Regions from separate parts of the Mus musculus genome. Here regions 1 and 2 are each linked to region 3. A link is a contact called in public Hi-C data. All regions are on one chromosome and are shown on one strand. The core of a region is the stretch at or near the end of the contact, and the rest is flanking DNA. Distances in the headings are between cores, read along the strand shown. Region 1 overlaps Cmss1 (cms small ribosomal subunit 1). Region 2 overlaps Cmss1 (cms small ribosomal subunit 1). Region 3 has its middle 21 kb from the start of Tbc1d23.

Region 1 (3,882 bases), core at 129-2,628, 230 kb after region 3:
CTTGTCATGCATTCCTTCTTCTTCAGCGTTCCTCCACGCTGCCCACTTCCCGTGTTTATCTAGATCCCTAGGGCCATTCACAATACCTTCCAAACTGTGCCTTGTGGTACACTCTCTCCAGGACCATTGCTTCCAACCCTCAGTGCTAATTGCAGTGACCTACCTACCCCACCTCAGATTTCTACCATTATGAGACTCAAAGATCCCTAGGGCAAGGACATGGCGCACTTCGTCCCTCCTCAGTACTTTGTGTCTTGCTGCATCTGAATCACACAAACCAGGAATATAAATAACCTGTCATAAGAAAACAGACTGTCCCCAGTAAAGAAGTAAGATAAGATAATGTCTTTAACTTTAAACATCACAGATAACAGGGAAGGGAAAGAATATTTTATTCTACGTAGCTTCAAAAAGAGCCACGACAGCCAAATGTGTAGGTTCTGGGAGTTTCTTTCAAAATAGTATAACAACAACTTCCTAAAATGTAGAGCATGAGATAATTTTTGGCTGATAATTCAGCTACAAGTCACTGAAGAGGTTTACAGAGCAACTGGCAAAATTAAACTAGATGATACCTAGGCTCTTTGCAAAGTTTAGATTCTATAACAAATTAATAAGTTTTTTCATGCAGTTGCTTATTCAAGTAGGGAAATGATAATTCTGCATACATTAAGAAGAATATGAAGAGCTATAGTTTAATACATACAAAGGCCTGTCACTTCAGTGAATATCAGCAAGGAGCACACAGAGAATTTTAAATATAGCACAGCAAAAAGAAAAAGTCTCACGAACAATGCAATTTTTCAGTGCAGTGAATAGCACCGCCCCCCAAATATCAAGGTCAGCAGGGGCTTTGTCCACCGCCTCTCATCCTGGAGGAGGCAAGTTAACTTTACAACTGTAAAGAAACTTCCCATTAGAAGCAGTTTCAACCTTAGATTTATTGCATTTTCCACAGTTACGTCATTGAGGCTATGCACAATCCAGAGGGACTCAAGGGGCTGCACTGTAAACTGTTACAATAAATATTAATGAACATCATGCCTGATAAAGCCTGCAGTCTGTACACATGCACCCACACAAAACGGGACTTTTCACCTTATATGGCTACTTTTCAAGACTGACTCTTTCTTCATTCCACTTTGTTGGCCTGCCAAACACAGAGTACATTTACTTTAAAAACACCAATTAAAAATATTAACAACATGAAAATATATAAACTGTGGTTTAGAGCCAAAGGCACATAAATTGACATAGATTCAGATAGAGAGTAAACATGAGAGGAATAACAGAAACGCGTACATCATCCAGAAAGAAGCATGAACAATAGCCCGTGGTGACAGTGATCCATCTTCCTCCTTCCCAGACTCGGCTGACTCCTGCAGTGGATCAGCTGACCGTTAGGAAAGCTTATGGAGTGGGTGGGAAGGGGAGCGGACAGGGCTAGAGTACTGTAAAGATTTGCAAGGCCTGCGGAGGAAAGAGGGAATGCTTCCAGTTCACAGTGCAACCTGGGGCGGCCCTAGAGGCCTCCATTGACCTGTCCAGGAACAGTGCTTCCTTAAGTATCCGAATCCAGGACTTCTCCCTGAGCCTCTCTAACTGAGGCACAGCTGTGGAAAAGGGCTGGGTAAGGAGTTGTAAGATCTAGATCACATTCAAGTCCTGCTACTTGATTTCTTGGAACCTTAGTTTTCCCTTCTGTAAAATGGGTATCTATAGACATCTATACCTCATACTAGTTATTGAGAGGAGTAATTAAAACCGGGTGAGTAAAGTTGATTAGTTGGACGGAAAAAAATCTTTATTGACTTTGCTTGTTGACTGGAAGAAAAAAAAAAAAAACCTAATAAATCTGCCCTGTTTTATTGAGTTACTGTATCTTTTTATTCAATGCTGAAAATGAACTTAACCTGCCTCGTGGTGGAGCCTTGTAATTCTTGTATTACACAATATATATTCTAATATACAATATACACTGTAGACAATTATGAAGGAAGGAGGGAGTCGGGGTGGGGGTGGGGGTGGGAAGAGAGACCAAAGAAATGACTAGGCATATGCACATGTCTTTCTGCCTGTGTGACAGAGGCAGGCCCACGCTGCTATCGCCTCTGTCCCTATGGGAGTGGTGTTCGTCGTATTCTCCGAATAGTGAACATGCTTGGGCTTACGGCCAGAAGACCACAATCCCAGACTCAAGGCTGGTAGGTCTTTTTAAGAATTACATGAGTAATTTCCTTTAATTGTTCTCTACACAATCGCCCCCACACCCTGGGTGCTGATGTGATAATGTGCCATGAGGCCAATCTCACTTTGTGTGTCAGAACATGCCTTTGTTGCCGCTCTTATTTCTCCTGCTATCTCTAAATGGTTATTGCATTTTGATTTAAAGATTAGTAAATATATGATGAAGCCAACAAAATGAATTGGACCTCGATAAAGATTAAATGACTCAGTTCCTCTTCAGAGTGTGTTTAAAATTATAAAGGCAGCATAGAAACTATTTGAACATTTTTACAACGAAATTTTCTAACAGTTGCAAATATATTCCATGTATTTCTGTCACCTTTATAACCTATTTCAGCAGATTATTACTTAAAAATACAGAACAAACACTTATCCTGACATGACAATAAGCTGGTTTATTCTGTGTATGTGTGTATATGGGTGTAGCGTGTGTGTGTGTGTGTTCTGTATGAGTGTACATGTACCTGTGCACTCACATGCAGAGACCAGAGGAAGATATCATGTCCTCTGCGGGACCACTCTCTTCCTTATTCTCTGGCCTTTAAGGCAAGATCTTGCCCTGAACCTAGAACTAGGCTGGTGGTAGCAAGCTTGTCTCTACCCCTTTTACAGTGCTAGAGCTACAGTGAGACAAAAATACCTGCCTTTTAAATATTAATCCATCTCTCTCTCTCGCACACTCTCTCTCTCTCTCTGTGCGAGTGTGCGTGCGTGCGTGCGTGCGTGTGTGTGTGTGTGTCTGTGTGTGTGTGTGTGTGTGTGTGTGTGTCTGTGTCTGTGTGTGTGCGCATGCCTGAGGCCAGAGGAAGACATCAGAGCCCCTGGAATTGGAGCGACAGGCTGCTGTGAGCTACATAACTTAGGTGCTGGGAACTTAACCCTAGTCTTCTGAAAGCAGCAAGTGTTCTTTCTCCCTGAGCCATCTCTCCAGAGCCCTAAAGGCCTTCTCTTATGTGGGTGCGGGAACCAATCCTGGGCCCTCATGTAGTACTCGTGCTTTCTGCTGATGCAATCTCTCTCCAGTCCCAACTGGCTGATCTTACTCACAACATCAATACTGACAAGTTATGCTTTCTGCTACACACATAACCGGCTTACAAACACACTAGCTTCCACTGCCAAAGCATATAGTCAAAACTCCTCCACATGTCTATGCATGGCTTTTGTCTCCATGTCGTTCTTTTGTCTGTCATGTCCCTTCTACCTTTCCTTCAATGTCACACAGCTTCCCACAGCCTCTTGCTAGCTCCAGGATCTACTCTGTAATTCTTTCACCAGGCCAACTGGCTCATCCCTCTAAGCCTCACACAACCCACAGTTGCTTCAATTCTTCGTTCCCTGCAGCATTCAAACCCCCACCCCCTTTGATGAAGTAGTTTTTGAAATACTATTAACCACACTAATTGTAGGCCATCTCCCCCTGGAACCTTCCCACCCTTTGGTGGCACACATAACATGGTATAGCTCTTCCTGGCTAACTGCGGACTGAGTGTCACGGAGGGAGCTGTGCAAGGCTTCGGTAGCACACCACCCAATGAGTGGATTCTTTAGGGTTTAAGTCTTAGTTCTCTATCTTCACGAATCAGCCCAGAAACGAGCAGTAGAAATTGACACCAGATGGCTAGCTACTCCCCC
Region 2 (4,410 bases), core at 1,076-3,575, 170 kb after region 3:
ACACCTGTAAAATGGATTTGTACCTGTAGCAAAATTACAGTTATGAAGTAGCAAGAAAAATAATTGGGGGGGGGTGGTTTACTGCAACATGAGGAACTGTACTTAAGGGTCACAGCACGAGGAAAGTTAAGGAGCGATGCCTTAGAGTTTTCTGAGTAGCAAAAGCCTGAGCGAAATGAGAGTCAGGAATAAAGCAGGTTATCTGCAGCTAGGGCTTGGAGGATGCTTTTGCTAAAATGCATCAACTCTCACATGGGCCTGCAGATGCCCAGCGACTAGCAAAAGCACTTTCCTGCAGTTGGTATCAGTGATTTGTATCATTCTCTTGTGACTGTTTTGGATTCCAGGGAGCCACAGATCTGATAAGTGCATCAGCGGTTTTGACAAGGCTCTCTGATTATCCTGAACTAATGATCGATCAGACCTCAGTCTGACTTAAGGCCATTTCTCTATGCATGCTTCTGACCCTCCACTTCAATCCTTTCCTATATAACCCGGGAGTTAATGTCAGTACGCATAGAAGAGGAACCTAGTCCTTTGCCTTTTTACTAGAGTCAGATTGGCTGGCTGTCTTTGCCTTCAATACTTCTATCTCATTAATTGGCATCTTGGGGCTACTTGGTAGTACCTGGTCCAATGGAATTCCTGGAGCTGGAGTGTTTGCCATAAAACTCTTATAATAAAAATCTTTATGTAATCTAACTGGAAGGAACACAAGTAGACGGATTTTGGAAAGACAAAACAAATCTTTTGCAATGGAAAAAAACAGTGTACTAGTCCCCCCCCCCCCCCCGCCCTCCCCCCCCTGTGTGTGTGTGGGGGGGTATAGATAAGGGAGGAGAGAGGAAAGAATAGACTGTTAAAGATGCTTGAAGCAAGGTTTCTTTTGGCTGTGAGGACTGGCCAGCACTTATTTTCCATCCAGGACCTCACTTTCATCACTGCGACTGGACATCCTCCACTGGGTGGTCTGTCACTGATCCTCAGGCCAGGCTGTGGCGACAAGCACACAGGGCACACACAGCCAGCACAGGGTCTGCTGCTCCTTGTCCTCCCTGTTCTGCTCTGTCAGGTCTCGCTACTGACGTACAAGGCTTCGCATTTTTCTGTGGTGAGTGGAGGCTTGTTACATTTGTCCCAGTTCTCAAGACCTGGGGACTCTGGCTTGGTTTCTCATCTTCAGTCCATTTCTTTCCTTGAACTGTCCGCAGGAAACAATCAAGTGTAAAGTCACTTTAAAAGGTTTAATCCTCCTGTTTCAATCCCTTTGTGTGGATGAAACGATAATATAGCAACTGGGTTATCAACTATTTGGCAAAAGGAAAAAAAAAAAAACTCCTTTTGATATTTTCCTCATTTTCTCCATAAAAGGAAAACAAATTCTTCAGTGAATTTAGTATCATCCAGAGGGGTTAGGAATGCATGATTATGTAATCCGGCAAACAGTGTCTAAACCAAACACAGATTATCAATTTCCAAAAACTTAAAATAAAATAGGGTGCCTTAACATTTTCAGTTGGTGCCAGTGGTGAACAGGGATCTGGCAGCATCGGGAGATGTTGGCTAATATTTCATTACGATCATGGTGCTTGCTGGCTGGCTAATGGAGCGCCAGACAACAGAGTCACCTTATCTATTGCTGGCTATTGTTACTGGCTGGTTTACTCACTAGTTTTTTGTTTGTTTGTTTTTTTGTTTGTTTGTTTGTTTTTCAAAGAAGACTCACCGTGAGTAAGCATTTATAGCACTGAGTGCTATAATTATAAAATTTTCTTCATAAGATGACTGTTAGGAGTCGGGGGTCTTCCTAACTTTGATGCTAATCCCATCCCACCTCCCGCCCCCACTGTCATAATTTTGGATCTTGAATATGTAGTTATAATTATATCTAAAGACAAAGTTCTAGGGTTTCTATAAATCTTAAAATATTTTTTTAAAAGGTCAGAGATTTTGATCTTATAGTCAAAGCAATCAAAGGGGAAGAGAAAGGAGACCTACTGTGAACTGCAAGAAGACCTACTGTGAACTGGAAGAAGAGTCCTGAATCAGAGGAAAGACAGGAAAGAGGGTGCTGTAGCTCCTTCTTGTCCAGACTGAGCTACACGCTGGGCCTCTATAGCAAAAGATCCAATTTGCAATCAGGGACAACATGTGGTGAACAGAAGGAAAAAAAAAAAGATACTGAGGAATCAAAGCACAGACAGCTTTCTTTTCTCTGATGTTAGACTTGAAAACATCATGAAGTTTGAAACCACGTAGTAGAGTCCTAAGATACTGTCCCCACTCCCTTCCCCCACCAGCCTGTGTGAACTCACCCCTCCTTCCCCAAACCAACTACATATAACTAATTGTATTTTCTTGGGAAGGCAATTGTTGACTAATGAATCATCTTTCCTGTAATTTTTATTTTTTTTGTAGCCCTAGTTTGGCTAAACTCCCTGGCATTCCTGCTGAGGTATGTAATGGAAAATTTGACCTCACACTTTGCTTTTTTGTAACATCACAAAACACTGATATAACAGGGCTACAAAAAAAAAAAAAAAAAAAAAAAAAAAAAAAAGAGGAGCCTAGAGATGCAGGGATGCCCGAAAGAAAAGCTTAGTGTGGAAAGGAACAAAGATACATTAAATCATCGGGGAAAGTAAATATTTAGGTTCCCAGACACAAAGCTACATCTATCTTCAAGAACAGATCGTTTGTCACAGCTTAGGATGTCACAGTGTTTCCATCACAGTCGGGCTTTTCTAAGGATTGTAAACCAGCCATAAAAAGCCACTCTCCAAATTAACTCGGAACACAGGCAGTACATTTTGTAGATCCCAGAATTTGTCTCAAAATGGTGATTTTTAGGGTGGGGTGGTCAGAGGGGAAAGGTGTCAGGAAGTGACTTCTTGCATTTAAGCCACATCTGAGCTCAAAGAAAACGTTGGCAACCAGCCTTGTGTGATCAAATCCCACTGTCTAAGGAAAGCAGAGCAGGTCATACAGAGTCTGCTCTGTAACTGGGACGCTTGGGATTGGCAGTGGAGATGTGCTTTCTGCAAAAGCCACAGCAGAATGAATGAAGTGGTTATGAACACTGCGGCTTTCTTTTTAAAACTCTTATGTCTTCCTTCCCTAGGTCAAAAAAGGCAATTCTTCAAGTGTATAGCCCAGACTTGAAGGGATGACACTCTAAGCACTGATCCAAAGTCTGTCTCTCTATAGCCAAACAATCCTACAACCAATCCTACAATCCCACAACTGGGCCTTCATGGGCAGATTCCCACATGGCTGCCAGCACCACTGTACAAATGTCACAACCCCAGGTAGAATACATACTATTCAGCCCATTTACAATACATAAGCGCAAACAATGGCCTGTGTATGCACTGTTAACCCAGACAGTGCCCAGGGGCTGTCAAGATGAACATTCAAGAGTGGGATTTGGTGCATTATTCACCTGGATGTGAATTCACCTTGAAAAAAAGGAAAGGATAAGAGCAGGCACAGAGAAGTCCCAAGGAGCCACTACTTAAGTTACTAAGGCTGCGAGCAAACCATGCAGATGTTTCTCAGTGCTACCAAAACTATGCCGGAGTAAGCTACGGTCACATCTGTGCACTCCACCACATTAAAAAGAAATGCTGTGTACGGAAATGATACAAATGGTTCTCAGGAGAGAGAGCTTTCATTTATTGCGTACAGGCTGAGTGCTTAGCTGACTAATTAATGATTCTTTTGAAAGAGGAAGTTAAACAGGAGAACCATGAAATAGGCTGCATAGGCTGCAGAGATTTGCCTTGACTTAGTTTTACTGCAGGTGATTACTCACACCAGAGACCGGCTTGGGTTTGCACTTTTCATCAACTTTGGTGAGGGGCAGGAAGAAAAGGAACAGTCATGCAGTCCGGAGAGGTTCTAGTTGTCCTACATAAAAAGGATGTGGACAGATAAAGTTGCTGACTACAAAGAAAGCTATTGGGAAGAAATTTACCATGTCTTGTTTAATATTCTACTCAAGAATAAACTGAGATCTTGGCTCAAGAGTGACTTGAAGAATATCAACCTTAGGGAAGCTACTCTTCTAGATTCTGCCAGATACCTAAGGCTTTCCTGAGATACTTCTGCCACTCCAAATTACAGCAAGATTGAATCTCATGTTATTTAATTTGAAATATGTTTAATTTTTCTATTTCCCATGAATTGTTAATCTAAATTGCTGTTTCAGTAGGAGCCTCCAAAATCAACTTTTAGCTCTTTAACATTCTGGTAGCAGGGAAGTCTTGTGTTCGTTAACAGCCCCCTCTCCCATACTATCAAAAGCCCTTGGAGAAAGAAGCTGGTCAAGTTTTTTGAGGCCAAGTTAATAAGTAAAGAGTATTAACCTAGTTAGATAGAGTGTGTAATGTTTTTCAGCACTACAGTGAA
Region 3 (4,245 bases), core at 756-3,255:
CAAATTCCTTCCCATTTGTAGAACCTGGAGGACTTTTACTCTGTAAGCCAGGGCTGGGAAATTTAGCAGCCAACAAGTGGAATAACTTGTATGTAAATCTAATTGTCTAAAGTCATCCAAACACCTGGCCTAGTCGGCCATCACTGGAAAGAGAGGCCCACTGGACTTGCAAACTTTATATGCCCCAGTACAGGGGAAAGCCAGGGCCAAAAAGGGGGAGTGGGTGGGTAGGGGAGTGGGGGGGTGGGTATGGGGGACTTTTGGAATAGCATTGGAAATGTAAATGAGGAAAATACCTAATAAAAAATTTAAAAAAAACCCAAAAAACAAAAAAACACCAAGAACAAATTTATCCTATTTTTGGTATCAACACTGTACCCATTGTATGTCGTCTGTAATCTTACCATTATTTCTTTTTTATGACAGAATTTTAAAAATTATGTTATTTATTTATTATGTGCAGGAATGGGCATGTAGGTGGGGGGTCAAAGGATAACAATCTCTCCTTATCATGTTGGACACAGGCATTGCACCAGTCTTGTCAGCAATAGTCTTAATTCACTGAGCCATCTCACTGGCTCTATGCTAGACTTCTTAAAAGCAAATTCCAGACATTGTGATTTTACCCAAAAAATACACTAGTCTCTTAAGTAAAAAACAAAACATAATCATAATATCAATACTTTCATTGAGCTGAATTAGTACTCCCATCTCCTTTGCTCTATAATTTATTGTGTAAATTCTTAATTCTTTATGTGTATGAATATTTTGCTTGCATGTATGTCTGTGTATTGCGTGTGTGCCTGGTGCCCACAGAAACCATGAGAGGGCATTGGAACCCCCACGACTGGAGGTATAGACATTGCGAGCTACCATGAGGATCCTCTGAAAGAACAGCTTAACTGTTGAGCCATCTCTCCAACTGCTGATCTGCAGTCTGTTTAAACGTCTTCATTCTACACCAAAGGTGCCATTGTCTTGTGGCTGTCTTCAGTATGCATGTTGTCCCTTACATTCTATTTGCTCTTACATTTCATTTGCACAGGGAGCCAGGGCAGGACTTTTCTGTTTTCCCTAGGGTCTTTAATTTGGGCTACTGGCACAATTCTTATTAGATCTTTGAAAATGATCTTATTAAAGGGTCACACAGGAGATGGGTGATGAGAAGAGGAGGCACCATTATGAAAGTGACCTCAAAACATTAGGTATATCACAAAGTTCTTTCCTTGAGTCAGTTAACTTTGCAGTTTTAGTTTGGGGAGGATATTTGACCCCATGGAATTAGGAGTCCTTTCTTATATTTGCCAAATTGCTGAAGCCATTGAATATTTGTGCAAAAATATGTCCAAATTTGGGGCCACAGAGGAGTCTCTGTGTGAGTTATTGCTCCTGAAACTTCCACACAGCTGTCTGTGGAGAGGGAGGGACGGGGGTCAGGTTTCTTGGATGAGCTGCAGTCAGTTTTCTGAGGATGTGGTTGATCCCAGAAAATACACAGCTAATTTATAAGAGGCTTGGAAGAAGGCAGCTGCCTTGAAGAAAACACATTGAGAACTCTAGAGGTCAAGATATGACCTTGATCCTTGTGGGAAATTTCCACTGGTTTGTACCAAAGAAGTCTGTAGGAAGCTATGGGCCATCTGAAAGCTCCTGACAACGCTGTGTTACTTTACCTTTTAGACAAAAGGAGTTGAAAGACAATAGTCTTTAAATACAAACTCTGCTCCATACTGGCTGGAAGGAAGGCCCTCCACCCTCTGGCACTCCCATATCCTAGGATTTAACCGTTCCTTTCAGTTTAACAGAGTCCAACGGGGTAGATACATACATCAATAAATTCTTAGATGTGAATTATTTTTATAGTCTTTGAGTCTTTAGAAGCTAATAAATCACATTAAACAGAGCCCTAGATTATCTGTCTTCCTTTTTAATGCCTCTGCAAGACCATGCATTATCTCACAGGATCGGAATGTGACAGATTCTATTTTGAATCTTCCAACGACTCTTTTCACTTAGCTTTTCTGAGACCCAGAGTTGAAAAGAATTTGTGCAACCACGAGTCACCCCCAGTTCACTGGGCCTTTCTGTTCTGGTTTCAAAGAGGTCAGTGTCTTCTTAAGAGCCATGTGGACACTTGAGCATGTTCTCAGGAGAATGCAATCCTTGTGCTGAGAAGTTATCTACAGAGAATCCTTCACAGAGCTCTATCTAGTGATAGAGAGGCATGTCTGTGGCCAAAAGATGCTCTAAGCACGTAAAGACCAGTACTGTTTCAGTGAACCCAATAAACCCTAATTAATGAGACTAGTCATTGATATGAAGACTGCTTATTTCCAATGAAACTAGCAAGACAGAAGTCTTAAAACAAAAATGTTTGCTGCCCAAACTTGTTAGGATATACAACTGAAAATCTCTTCTACATTCATTGTCATTGCCTCTGTGTGTGCGGGGAGGGGTGTTGAGGGTGGGTAGTATGGTATGTCTTTGTGTGTGTGTTTGGTGGGGTGTGGGATGTAGAGTGTTAAGTGTGGGTTGGTCAGTGTGTATATATGTGTGACTTGCGGTAAAGTGTTTTGTGTGTTGCATGTGGTAGGGTGTGGGGTGTTGAGCCTGGGTTGTGTGGTGTGTTTATGTTTGTGTCTGTGTGTATGTCTGTGTCTATCTGTCTGTCTCTCTTCTCTGTGTGTGTGTGTTTGGTGGGGTGTGGGGTAGTGAGTGTGGGTAGTGTGGTGTGTATGTATGTGTGGTTTGAGGTGAAGTGTTGAGTATAGTTTGTGATATGTATGCGTGTGTGATGGGTTGTGTGGTCTGTGTGTCTGTGCATGTGTGTGTCTGTGTGGTGTATATAAACATTCCTGTGTGGGTAGGGATGTATTCCTCATGACTGTGTCTGTTGAATGGCCTGCCTCGGTCCCTTTCTCCCTTCCTGCTTTGAGACAGTATCTCTCTGTCACTAAACTTGGAGCTCATCATTTTGGCTAAACTGGTCACCCAGCCCTTGGGATTCTGCCTGTCTCTGCACTGGGGATAAAGGTGTAGGCTGTTATACCCGCCTTTTATGTAGGTGCCAGGGATACAAACTTGGATCATTGTACACAGCAAGCACTTTACCCACTGAGCCACCTCCCCAGGCCTTGCCACTGCATCTCCCTTCTTGATACTTGGCCTGTAATAGTACTTAGGATATGCACAAGCATCCCCTCAGAAGTAGCTTTTGGTATCGGCATCCAAATTGCAAGTACAGCATGCCAGTCCTGAGGAGGGTGTGTCCGTGTATACGTGTGCCTGCCTTTGCCTTAATGAATGTTTAGAAATTCAATCCAGGTGGCTGGCAATGTGACTCAGGAGATAAAGGTGATTGCCACCAAGCCTAATGACCCAAGCCCCATCCCTTGAGCCATGGTCTAAGGAATGAATCACCTGCAAGTCTTCTGACCTCCACAAATGTGCAGCAGCATATGTGTGCTCCCCTTTGCCCATTAATAGCAGTCATGCATCCTTCTCTCTACCCAGCCCCTGATAACCAAATTCTGTCTCCATGAATCTATTTTGGCTATCTAATGTTAGTGGGATCATCCAGTGTGTGTCTTGTTTCTGTAACTGGCTTATGTCAGTTGTGACAATGTCCTCATTGCCCATCCCTGGTTTAGAATTTCCATCCCTTGGACTGGCGAGATGGCTCAGCAGGTAAGAACACTGACTGCTCTTCAGAAGGTCCTGGGTTCAAATCCCAGCAACCACATGGTATCTCACAACCACCTGTAATGAGATCTGACACCCTCTTCTGGTACATCTGAAGACAGCTACAGTGTACTTAGATATAATAATAAATAAATCTTAAAAAAAAAAAGTAGCCGGGCAGTGATAGTGCAAGCCTTTAATCCCAGCACTTAGGAGGCAGAGGCAGGCAGATGTCTGAGTTCAAGGCCGGCCTGGTCTACAGAGTGAGTTCCAGGACAGCCAGGGCTACACAGAGAAACCCTGTCTCGAAAAACAAAAACAAACAACAAAAAACCAAACCAAAATAAAAAAACAACAACAACAAAAGAATTCCCATCCCTTAAAGGCTGACAGTTATTCCATTATCCCCTCCTCTGTGCACAGACACCTGGCTGCTTCTAACTGTTTTTTAAAAGTATTCATTTATTTTATTTATATGAGTGCACTGTAGCTGTCTTCAGACACACCAGAAGAGGGCTTCAGATCCCATTAAAGATGACTGTGAGCCACCACGTGGTTGCTGGG

The links. Hi-C and Micro-C count contacts between places; a contact is called where the count stands out from the background.
Region 1: a Hi-C map of uterus shows a contact between it and region 3, with 5 times the contacts expected there. The contact joins two enhancer-like sites. A contact is called at or near these places in 2 of 15 datasets of contacts at CTCF or cohesin (the NIH/3T3 cell line and large pre-B cells), 12 of 484 Hi-C or Micro-C datasets (bone marrow-derived macrophages, cerebral cortex, cortical neurons and 7 more) and 6 of 115 datasets of contacts at active chromatin or transcription factors (astrocytes, embryonic stem cells, large pre-B cells and 3 more).
Region 2: a contact with region 3 is called in a Hi-C map of the C2C12 cell line, with 3 times the contacts expected there. The contact joins two enhancer-like sites. A contact is called at or near these places in 3 of 15 datasets of contacts at CTCF or cohesin (the NIH/3T3 cell line, large pre-B cells and pro-B cells), 20 of 484 Hi-C or Micro-C datasets (the C2C12 cell line, the MNK3 cell line, adipose-derived mesenchymal stem cells and 12 more), 14 of 115 datasets of contacts at active chromatin or transcription factors (the 230-238 cell line, the NIH/3T3 cell line, cardiomyocytes and 9 more) and 1 of 9 other capture datasets (embryonic stem cells).

Annotation. Positions count from the first base shown.
Region 1 is chr16:57,483,228-57,487,109 of GRCm38.p6, forward strand. All of the region lies in intron 1 of Cmss1 (cms small ribosomal subunit 1), which reads right to left. All of the region lies in intron 1 of Filip1l (filamin A interacting protein 1-like), which reads left to right. Among named protein-coding and RNA genes, the nearest start is that of Cmss1, 120 kb to the right of the region's middle. Within about 2 kb of position 1,379, at least 32 of the 459 cell types and tissues checked have an H3K27ac peak or open chromatin away from gene starts, as enhancers often do. A contact at or near this core is called in uterus, where this site is marked.
Region 2 is chr16:57,418,531-57,422,940 of GRCm38.p6, forward strand. The region is part of intron 1 of Cmss1 (cms small ribosomal subunit 1); the gene reads right to left. The region is part of intron 1 of Filip1l (filamin A interacting protein 1-like); the gene reads left to right. Among named protein-coding and RNA genes, the nearest start is that of Filip1l, 67 kb to the left of the region's middle. Within about 2 kb of position 2,326, at least 105 of the 459 cell types and tissues checked have an H3K27ac peak or open chromatin away from gene starts, as enhancers often do. A contact at or near this core is called in the C2C12 cell line, the NIH/3T3 cell line, embryonic fibroblasts and 4 more, where this site is marked.
Region 3 is chr16:57,250,251-57,254,495 of GRCm38.p6, forward strand. No RefSeq gene overlaps it. Among named protein-coding and RNA genes, the nearest start is that of Tbc1d23, 21 kb to the left of the region's middle. Within about 2 kb of position 2,006, at least 52 of the 459 cell types and tissues checked have an H3K27ac peak or open chromatin away from gene starts, as enhancers often do. A contact at or near this core is called in the C2C12 cell line, the NIH/3T3 cell line, embryonic fibroblasts and 4 more, where this site is marked.